Linked DNA regions of Danio rerio: regions 1 and 2 are each linked to region 3. A link is a contact called in public Hi-C and HiCAR-type data. All regions are on one chromosome and are shown on one strand. The core of a region is the stretch at or near the end of the contact, and the rest is flanking DNA. Distances in the headings are between cores, read along the strand shown. Region 1 holds the start of ccn4a (cellular communication network factor 4a). Region 2 holds the start of ctnnal1 (catenin (cadherin-associated protein), alpha-like 1). Region 3 holds the start of abitram (actin binding transcription modulator).

Region 1 (3,305 bases), core at 273-2,772, 210 kb after region 3:
ATTATGCTAGAGAATCATTCAAATACTAGCTCTAAAGTGACTCTGGTAAATTAGCAACGGCTTCAGTTGTTCTGAAGTCAGCTGCAGATGTGAATGAATGGTGAAAGAAAGTAGTTCCTCGTACAAAATGATTTTTGAGACTGCTTGTTTGCGATTTCGAAGACATTTGTGACCCTGGACCAAAAGATGTAGCATCGGTATTATACATCGTATGAGTTATGAGTCAAACTTTGATGCCAAAAATCATTCAAATGTTAGGTAAAGATGATCTTCCACGTTCAACATTTTGTGAATTTTCTGTATAAAAAGTACATTTTTGATTGGTAATGTGCATTGCACTTAATTTAGATGCTTTAAAGTAGATTTTTAAAGTAAATTTTCTCAGTATTTATTTTTGAACTTCAAGTGGGCGAAGCAGTGGCACAGTAGGTAGTGCTGTCGCCTCACAGCAAGAAGGTCGCTGGGTCGCTGGTTTGAGCCTCAGCTCAGTTGGCGTTTCTGTGTGGAGTTTGCATGTTCTCCCTGCGTTTGCGTGGGTTTCCTCTGGGTGCTCCCGTTTCCCCCACAGTCCAAAGACATGTGGTACAGGTGAATGGGGTCGGCTAAATTGTCCAGTGTGTGTGGATGTTTCCCAGAGATGGGTTGTGGCTGGAATCCGCTGAATAAAAACTTGTTAGATAAGTTGGTGGTTCATTCCGCTGTGGCGATCCCGGATTTAAAAAGGGACTAAGCCAACAAGAAAATGAATGAACTTCAAGTTTCCAGTTTTTTTTTTCTAACAGTTTATAGACATAAAAATCTATTATTCTATGCTAACAAGATGCATCAATGTACATATTATTTAATCAGTTTTTAAATTATGTAAAAAATCTTTTTTTTTATGGTTTTGTGGTATTTCCACAGAAAAATTATTATGGTTCCCCAAAGAATCTTCATTTATTGATTTATTCATTTATTTATTTATTTTTATTTTTTATTCATTTTAATGCGTGTATGTATATATTTCTTTGTTTGTTTGTTTATTTCAACAACACATTAATCATCCAAAGAAAATTTCTCCTTTATGAAAAAATATCCTATTATTTGTGGTATGAAAATGTTCAATAAACATTAAAGCTTCTTAAAAGACGAAAGTTCTGGAAACATTCATCCCGTCTTCTGAATCCCATGTTTGAAATTATTTTTCCATTTTACAGATTTGACAAATGATACGATAATCTCGGTTTTCTTTTTATATATCTGAACAAAAAAATATATAGTTGTTTCACTGTCACATGAATCTTGAATGCCAAAACGTTTACAATACATCTCAAAATTCACAAAATAGACTAGCATTATGTGATCCAAAAAGACAATTTTAGTGCTCGCTCGCAAAGATCGTCTTCAGTTCACCTGTTCTTGTTTACTGGAATATTAATCTGACATCCACCAAATCCTTGGAGGGGTCCGTTTGTTATTGGTTCTGACGTCAACAGGGATGAAGAGTATGAAAACTTTCCAGTAGCTCCAGCGGTGTATAGATGTGTAAAAGTGCGCATGCCTTTGTGTGTGCGAGCGCGACTCCCATCTGATGAATGGATCCTGCTCGCGTATGGACAATTTTTTAAATCGTCTAATTCTGGATTCAATGCATTTATCAGTCGTGACCAGTGATGTCTTGGATTCTAATGTGGTCCCTACTTTCTGCTTGTGCACCACAGGTAAGAAGCAATCCTATTCATAAGAGCTATTTGTATCGTCATTACATGAAAAATCTATATTTGTCTTATGTGTTCTTTACTTAAACATTATAATACCTACGTAATTTTTATTTGTTTGTTTGTTAGTTGCTTGCAATGACTGTCTAGTTTAAACATGACATGCAGTGGAAATTATATTTGTGTGTAAGATGCTATTAATAAAATAATATATAAAATTATCTAGAACTATATTTCTATTAACAAGGTTTGTTGTCTGCGTATTACAATTAGTTTTATATGTGCATACCTGTACACTTAATATAATCTGAATATGATTCAGATTGGTTTGTATTTGATCTAACTTTGCACAAAAATCAATACACGTCTTAATTAATTATCTAAAATGCACAAAGGATTAACACTTCAATGACGGGAATTCTCAATGAATGACATCATGTTTGACTCATTTAAGGAATGTAATGACAGCATGTAATATTGGGATGTGTGAGAGTTTACTGCCGCCCTGTGGACGCAAATGAATCATTAAAACAATATTAGATTGAATCATTTGAAATTTATGAATCTTAATTCACTCCGTTATGTCTATCAACACGACAGACATTGTTTAAAACCGTCACCCAGAAGGCATACTTATCCTGCCCTAAACTTGACATAGCTGCTACTTATCTGACCCAGGCTATAAGAAGTCAGGGGGTAAAGATCCTACAGCTGTAAACAACAATCTGGATCATTTTGTTTGTCGTATGTAATTTAAAAGCATTGCAGTGTTAAGCTTTTGAAAAATATTTTAAAACAATCTAATTAATATATGTGCAAAAAAAAACTATATAGTGTAGTGTACTAGATGTATTTTAATTCTCTCTCTCTCAACAGATTTATATATTTATTTAAAAAGTATTTTAGTCACCAAACATATTTAAAAATGGAAAGATAATACAATTAAATTCAAGCAAAATATTGCAAAAAATGACAACCTACAAAATCTCAACTAAATAAAAAAAGAAAATTTGCTTCTCTTGATTTTTTTTCTCTTTTTTAAATTTGTATTTAATATTTTTTTAGAACATACATTAGGGTGTACTAGTTTTTGGATCGTTATCATAGTTTGTTTTGTTAGATAAGCTCCAGAAAACCCTTGCTACTTCACCAACGTCACTTTAGAGCTAGTATTTGAATAATTATCTAAACTAACTAGTGCAATGTTAAGAGTGATGACAAAACAGGTGATTTTGCTGACATTTTAAGATTATAAGGCTGTACAGCATGAAATGCCATCTGTTTGGAGACATTTCCCAGTTACTCTTTGTTGCAATCAGGATACCACAATAATTAACATGCAAAAGCCAAAGCAAAGCAAACACTACCAGATTACTATGTTATAAATACAGCACCACATCAGAGAGATCGACTTAGAAAGTCATTGAGTTTCCCAAGTTTGAAATTATGCATACTTTTTTTCCTTTAAGGGATTTATTATACGGTCTATGTCCCCATCTTGTGGCGGAGAGTCAAACTTCTTTGCTCTGCTCAGTATGACAAGCTGATGGATGCCGATGTGCTGTATTTCTGCAATTATGAATATTTAAAGTAGACACTGTGCTTATA
Region 2 (2,956 bases), core at 75-2,574, 130 kb after region 3:
AAAAAAAAATACCAGCCAAGTCTAAAGAGAAAAGTGTTAATGTTTAAGCAAGCATGCACAAAATTGCCAAAATGTTAAACTGTTATGACAGCAATGCTACAATCGCCATAAGCATGATGCCAAATTTTAAAAAAATTACACTAAACAAAATATGCACAGATAACGTTTGAGGTTTTCATTATATTTTATCTAAACAAATGCTTTGAACTTGAGTCTCTGAGTGTACTAAAACAGAAGTTTACATACTCTCTCAGAAAAATAACCTGCAACAGTTTCCCTATTAAGGTAAAGTTCACATTTGTTCAATGACAGCTTGTGGCACGCTCCTTATATTGTTTACTGTGGTACTTTGAATATTCAGTCTGAAATGACATGACGTCAAAACAACATTAGCACTATATATTTGACTGTGAACAATGTTGTACTTTGATAGTCATCGGCTGATAATATGATTTCACTATTTAAAATTTGCAAAGAAAACTTTTCTAAAATTATTTTATCAAAGAGAAAGTCTGAATGTGCTAATATAAAATCAAATTTACCTTAATTAAACAATATGCACAAATAACCTTTTGTGTTTTAATTACATTTTATCCAAACAAATACCTTGAACTTGAGACTCCGAGTGTACTGAAACATAAGCAAAAAATATACATAATAACCTGTAACAAAGATTCACTTCTTGTTTATTCAGCATGTGATCCTGCCAAACACAAACAACAAACTCCACTGGCATTAAATGACTATGGCAACCCTATTTTCCCGTAAAATACAATGATTACTACAATAATTGCTAATTAAACTGAAACTAGTGCCACCACTACCACCTAAAAAGCAATTAAGACAAAAGCAGACTGAAGCTTCATAGGCAATGTAAACTTTAAAACAGCAGCAATGTTTTTATCTCTTGCCGAAACTCTGCTGTTGTAATTAAGGGTTCTGGTTAACCTTTACACAAAACACGGAAAAGTAGTTTTTTTTCCAAAGCCCACAAAGGAAGATTGACTGTGGGTTTTGCATGATTAATAACCCAGCAGAGAAGTTTTTGTAATCCAGACTCACCTGAGACACGAGCGGGATGAGCGTTTGCTCCACCGAGCGAGTTTGGATCTCCAACCCGCAATCAAAGTTCCCACCGCCGCACGGAGACGAAGCCATTCCCGCCGATCCGACCCCCGCTGGAGCTCACAACAACACCGAGTTTGCTGGTCTCCCAATGCCGCAAGCGTGTGTTAGGTTTAGTTCAAAAGCAGGCGATGAGAGCGCTAAAATCCACGGGCACTCGCTCCTGAATGACGGACTGCTCATGTACATGCAATATAGCAAACTACAAGCACAGAAGTGAGTGAGTGACTGCTGCAGCCACTGGCGAGTCAGTATCCGACACAGAGAGAGAGAGAGAGAGAGAGACAGACAAACGCACACACATACACACGCACGCGCGCGAACTCAATCTGAATTGTATCCCAAAATGTTTATTAAATATACAGTTCATTATTATTTGTTTTTATAAGTTTATCCTAAATGTTGATTGTTGAATAGACTTTTTATTACTATGGTTTTACCCTAAAATGTTAATTGTTTATATACTGTTTATCATCATTGTTTTATCCTAAATGTCGATAGTTAAATAGACTGTTTATTATTATGGTTTTATCCTAAAATGTTAATTGTTTATATACGGTTTATCATTATTGTTCCATCCTAAAATGTTAATTGTTAATCTGTTTATAATTATTGTTTTATCTTAAAATGTTTATTGTTAAATAGATTGTTAATTATTGTTTTTATCAATACTATTATGTCATTTGTTTTCATGTGTACTCTTTAATGTAAACATCACAAATGCTTTGGCAATACAGATGTAACATTTGTCATGCCAATAAAGCATGTTTGGATATGCTGGATAAGTTGGCAGTTCATTCCACTGTGGCACCACTGATGAATAAAGGGACTAAGCTGAAGGAAAATGAATAATAGAGCTAGTTATTAGACAATATTAGAGACAATATTAGAGACACATTGGTCAATACACCATTTAGATATAAAAGTGATGTCCAAATTATCAATCAACTTATAATATATGCATATTCTATTTTATTACAGGATTTTATAAGTTCCTTAAACACCAAAATAACACCAGTCAACCACGGACTGAAAGAAAGAGTGAGAGAGAGAGAGATAACAGAGACTTTTCAAGCTATTTTAATAACAGAAATATTAAAGCATCAAACAGTAATTATCATCACACTATTTAACTTCAGGTCAAATAAATAAAAAAATAAATATTTTAAAAACAATTACCAAATTAAAAACTAATATTAAATTAAAGCTGTAGTTCATCTCAATGAAAAATTGCCATTAAAAGGATAGTTCACACACAGATTAAAACTCGTTCACCATTTATTCTCCCTGTAGTGGTTTTGAACCCTCATGAAAGTTCAGACTTTGCAAGTTTAATATGGAAAACAAACTCCTGAGGACACATCTGGTAAATCCTCAAATGGAACAGTGTACTTTATAACGTCATTCACATCAGCCTGGATACGCTGTTGCATCTCAACAATAAAATGAAGACATGACATAAGGAACTGCCTATTTTTGTTTTGATATTACTTAACAGACACTAAAAATATTGATGCATGTAGCTACATATTTATATAATCGTCATATTCACATTATACATATTCATTAAAAAAACAGAGCCTATAACATAATGACTTTATGACTTTTTTTTCTTTTTTTCTTTTTTATTGAACACGAAATATTTTTTTAATTGACTTCCATAGGAAAAACAAATAATATGGAAGCCAATTTTTTAAAATAACGATAGCAGAATTTTCAATTTTGAGTGAACCATTCCTTTAATATACCTTGTAAAGTTTTTTCTTTAATAAAACATCAAAAACCATGGTTTGTAATCATACATAAAACACAATTCAATTACAATCAGCAC
Region 3 (2,838 bases), core at 108-2,607:
GCTTGTCATCATTATGGTCTTTACTTTAGGTAAACACTCACCTTCCCATCCAGCTTCTCCCAAACAATAACATTATTATCTGACCCACCAGATATCAGCTGGTTCTCTGGACCTACAGATACACAGGGTTCATGCTTATTAAAAAACAATAACAACAAACTCACTATAGTTTTGCTACAATAAACTGTTTAAACGTGGTATTAGCAAAACTACAGTTTTTTATGACAATCATTGTGATAAAACAATACCACACATTTTTCATTGAGGTAAAATTGTTTTTTATTCGCACATTGGGACTTTCTGCCTAATAATATAATCTCGGTCGGAATAGTATTCTTTCCAATTTCTAAAGAGGGAAATCATATTTTCAGCTAATGGCTATCAAAATACTACATTGTTTGATCAATTAAATAGTCCTCGTGTTGTGGTCGTACATTCAAAGTTGCGTGGTAAACAATATAAGAGGGCATGTCACAAGTTGTCAGTGAGCTGATGTGCGAATATAAAACCAACTTTACCCTAATACTTTATTAATGTCCTCACAACTCTTAAACTGTAACAGATAGATTTTGACAATTATTCAAGACGTTTAAAAACTTACTGCAGTCTGGTTCATGGACCCACTGGACGGCGTTCACCCTTCCAGTATGTTTATTCAGCAGATCGACAACTCTTATTTCCTGATGACAATTCATAAAAAACATCAGCTCGAGACAAACCTGTCATACTAACACAGTCACCTGTCACTCATACATGACAGTTGACCATACATAAAACGTATTAACTATACAACTACCTAATCAAAATATCAAAATCTGTTCTCAAAAACATCGGTTTGGGTTTTAAGCTTGCACATACATGTATTAAAGAATCGGAAAGTGCAAATAAAAAAGAATACTTATAGTGTGAGTTAAATTACATGCCAGCATCACAAACAAAGCGAGTTAAATAATCACACAATCAGTACCTCTGGATTATAAATGGCAACTGAATTACATGTCCCAAACGCGATGAGCCCTCCTCTGCCCCAGGACACAACATTAGGAGCACGGTTTGCACAACAGGAGACATGACATGTGTCCATTACTGGCGCTGCCATCTTCAACGCTGCTATGTGTTACACTTAAAACGAACCGGAAGAATGTGCCACGATTGTAGTTCCGGAAAAAAAGTGTTAATAGTAGATTCCTCTGATATTACGGTTTGATTTAGCTCGAATAACACGTTATATACATTTATTATCGGAAAAAGGGAACGTGGTTGATATAGATATATAAAAAGCTCCATGCAATTCCAGTTTAGTGTAAGCGGAAGCTGGCGGACTGTTTTTGTGTAGCCTAATTTTCAGTCCGGTTTCAAACAACGCTGCCTGAATTCCAACAGTCTGTGTTTGGGTTTTCTGTGGTTTCATTTCGACATAATCGCTGTTTTAAGTGGATATAGACATGGAAGACAAAGAAGAAAAGAAAGCTCCATCAGTAATCGATCGTTATTTCACTCGCTGGTACAGAACTGGTAATATGAGCTAGTCAAATCTATTTTTCTTCTGTTTTCAGTTCATTTTACCCCAATGCTCACTGGGATTAGTATTCCTAATATAAAACAGTTTTGTTTATATATTTAATATATGCGTTATACGTTTGTAATTTTAAGTAAATCGTGAATTTTAAATGCGTATGTTAACGTTACTGTAGATCTGAAAGGAAAGCCATGTGAGGATCACTGCATTCTACAGCACTCTAACAGGTAGATATAAATGCATTCATTTTCTTTTCGGCTTAGTTCCTTTATTAATCTGGGGTCACCACAGCGGAATGAACCGCCAACTTATACAGCATATGTTTTTACGCAGCGGATGCCCTTCCAGCTGCAACCCATCTCTGGGAAACATCCATACACACTCATACACTATGGACAATTTAGCCTACCCAATTCACCTGTACCACCTCTTTGGACTGTGGGGGAAACCCATGCAAACGCAGGGAGAACATGCAAACTCCACACAGAAACGCCAACTGACCCAGCTGAGGCTCGAACCAGCGACCTTCTTGCTGTGAGATGACAGCACTACCTGCTGCGCTACTGCGTCGCCCTAGATTTTATTTATGTATTTTTTTTCAATTATGTACTCGCATATATTTTAATTTAAACTACAGCGTGTTTTACTGTACAACGTTATAACACTCGTAGAATTGTTTGTGGGGTTTTTCTATAAATATTTCCATACATTTTTACTCTGTACATAAATACAAACCTTCAACTTTAATCTTTAAAAAATATTAGCAGCTTTGCCTTCAATATGTTTTGTTGTATGTAAAATAAAAATTACTCATACTTTTCTATTTAATTGCTGCTGCACAGTTTTATAATCAAATTAAAGTAAATGCATAAGATTAGATGTAGTTTAGGGTATCCGCAGGGTCTTAAAAAGTCTTAAAACAGTGTGTCTGTGGGGTCTTAAAAAGTCTTAAAACAGGGTGTCCGCGGGGTCTTAAAAGGTATTAAAAGTGAATATTATATATATTATACTTTTATCTCAGATGCGATTAATTGTTTGACACCACTAATTATTTGTAAACTCACCTTTGCAGTGTCCTTATTTTCTTCTTATCAGGATATGCGTAATCACACTCGCAGAGTCTCATCCCATATTTCAGAATGGACGTAAAATTAAAAACATCAACTACCAGATCAGTGACGGATGCAGCCGTCTGAAGAACAAGGTTTCTGGAAAGTCAAAGCGAGTAAGGGCCATGCTTTCAATGATTTTCACACTGTTTACACGCACAATCAATACACTAATGGTTGTGATTAATTACTTCTGCATCTTTATTTACG

Evidence for each region. A called contact is a pair of places that touch in the nucleus more often than the background predicts. HiCAR-type assays count read pairs that join an accessible place to other places.
Region 1: a contact with region 3 is called in a Hi-C map of hematopoietic stem cells, with 3 times the contacts expected there. The contact joins the promoter of ccn4a here to the promoter of abitram in region 3. A contact is called at or near these places in 5 of 18 Hi-C or Micro-C datasets (caudal fin, embryo, hematopoietic stem cells and 1 more) and 2 of 4 datasets of contacts at active chromatin or transcription factors (caudal fin and gastrula embryo).
Region 2: a HiCAR-type map of caudal fin shows a contact between it and region 3, with 5 times the contacts expected there. The contact joins the promoter of ctnnal1 here to the promoter of abitram in region 3. A contact is called at or near these places in 6 of 18 Hi-C or Micro-C datasets (caudal fin, embryo, hematopoietic stem cells and 1 more) and 3 of 4 datasets of contacts at active chromatin or transcription factors (caudal fin, embryo and gastrula embryo).

The regions. Positions count from the first base shown.
Region 1 is chr19:37,402,059-37,405,363 of GRCz12tu, forward strand. ccn4a (cellular communication network factor 4a) reads left to right here and starts at 1,523. Exons shown (of 5, transcript NM_001166230.1): 1 at 1,523-1,700. The coding sequence starts at 1,653.
Region 2 is chr19:37,325,415-37,328,370 of GRCz12tu, forward strand. It overlaps ctnnal1 (catenin (cadherin-associated protein), alpha-like 1), which reads right to left and starts at 1,325. Exons shown (of 19, transcript NM_001144054.1): 1 at 1,063-1,325. The coding sequence starts at 1,158.
Region 3 is chr19:37,194,284-37,197,121 of GRCz12tu, forward strand. It overlaps abitram (actin binding transcription modulator), which reads left to right and starts at 1,358. Exons shown (of 6, transcript NM_001044929.3): 1 at 1,358-1,515; 2 at 1,695-1,746; 3 at 2,615-2,744. The coding sequence starts at 1,446. elp2 (elongator acetyltransferase complex subunit 2) reads right to left here and starts at 1,106. Exons shown (of 22, transcript NM_001044925.1): 1 at 968-1,106; 2 at 602-680; 3 at 42-112. The coding sequence starts at 1,099.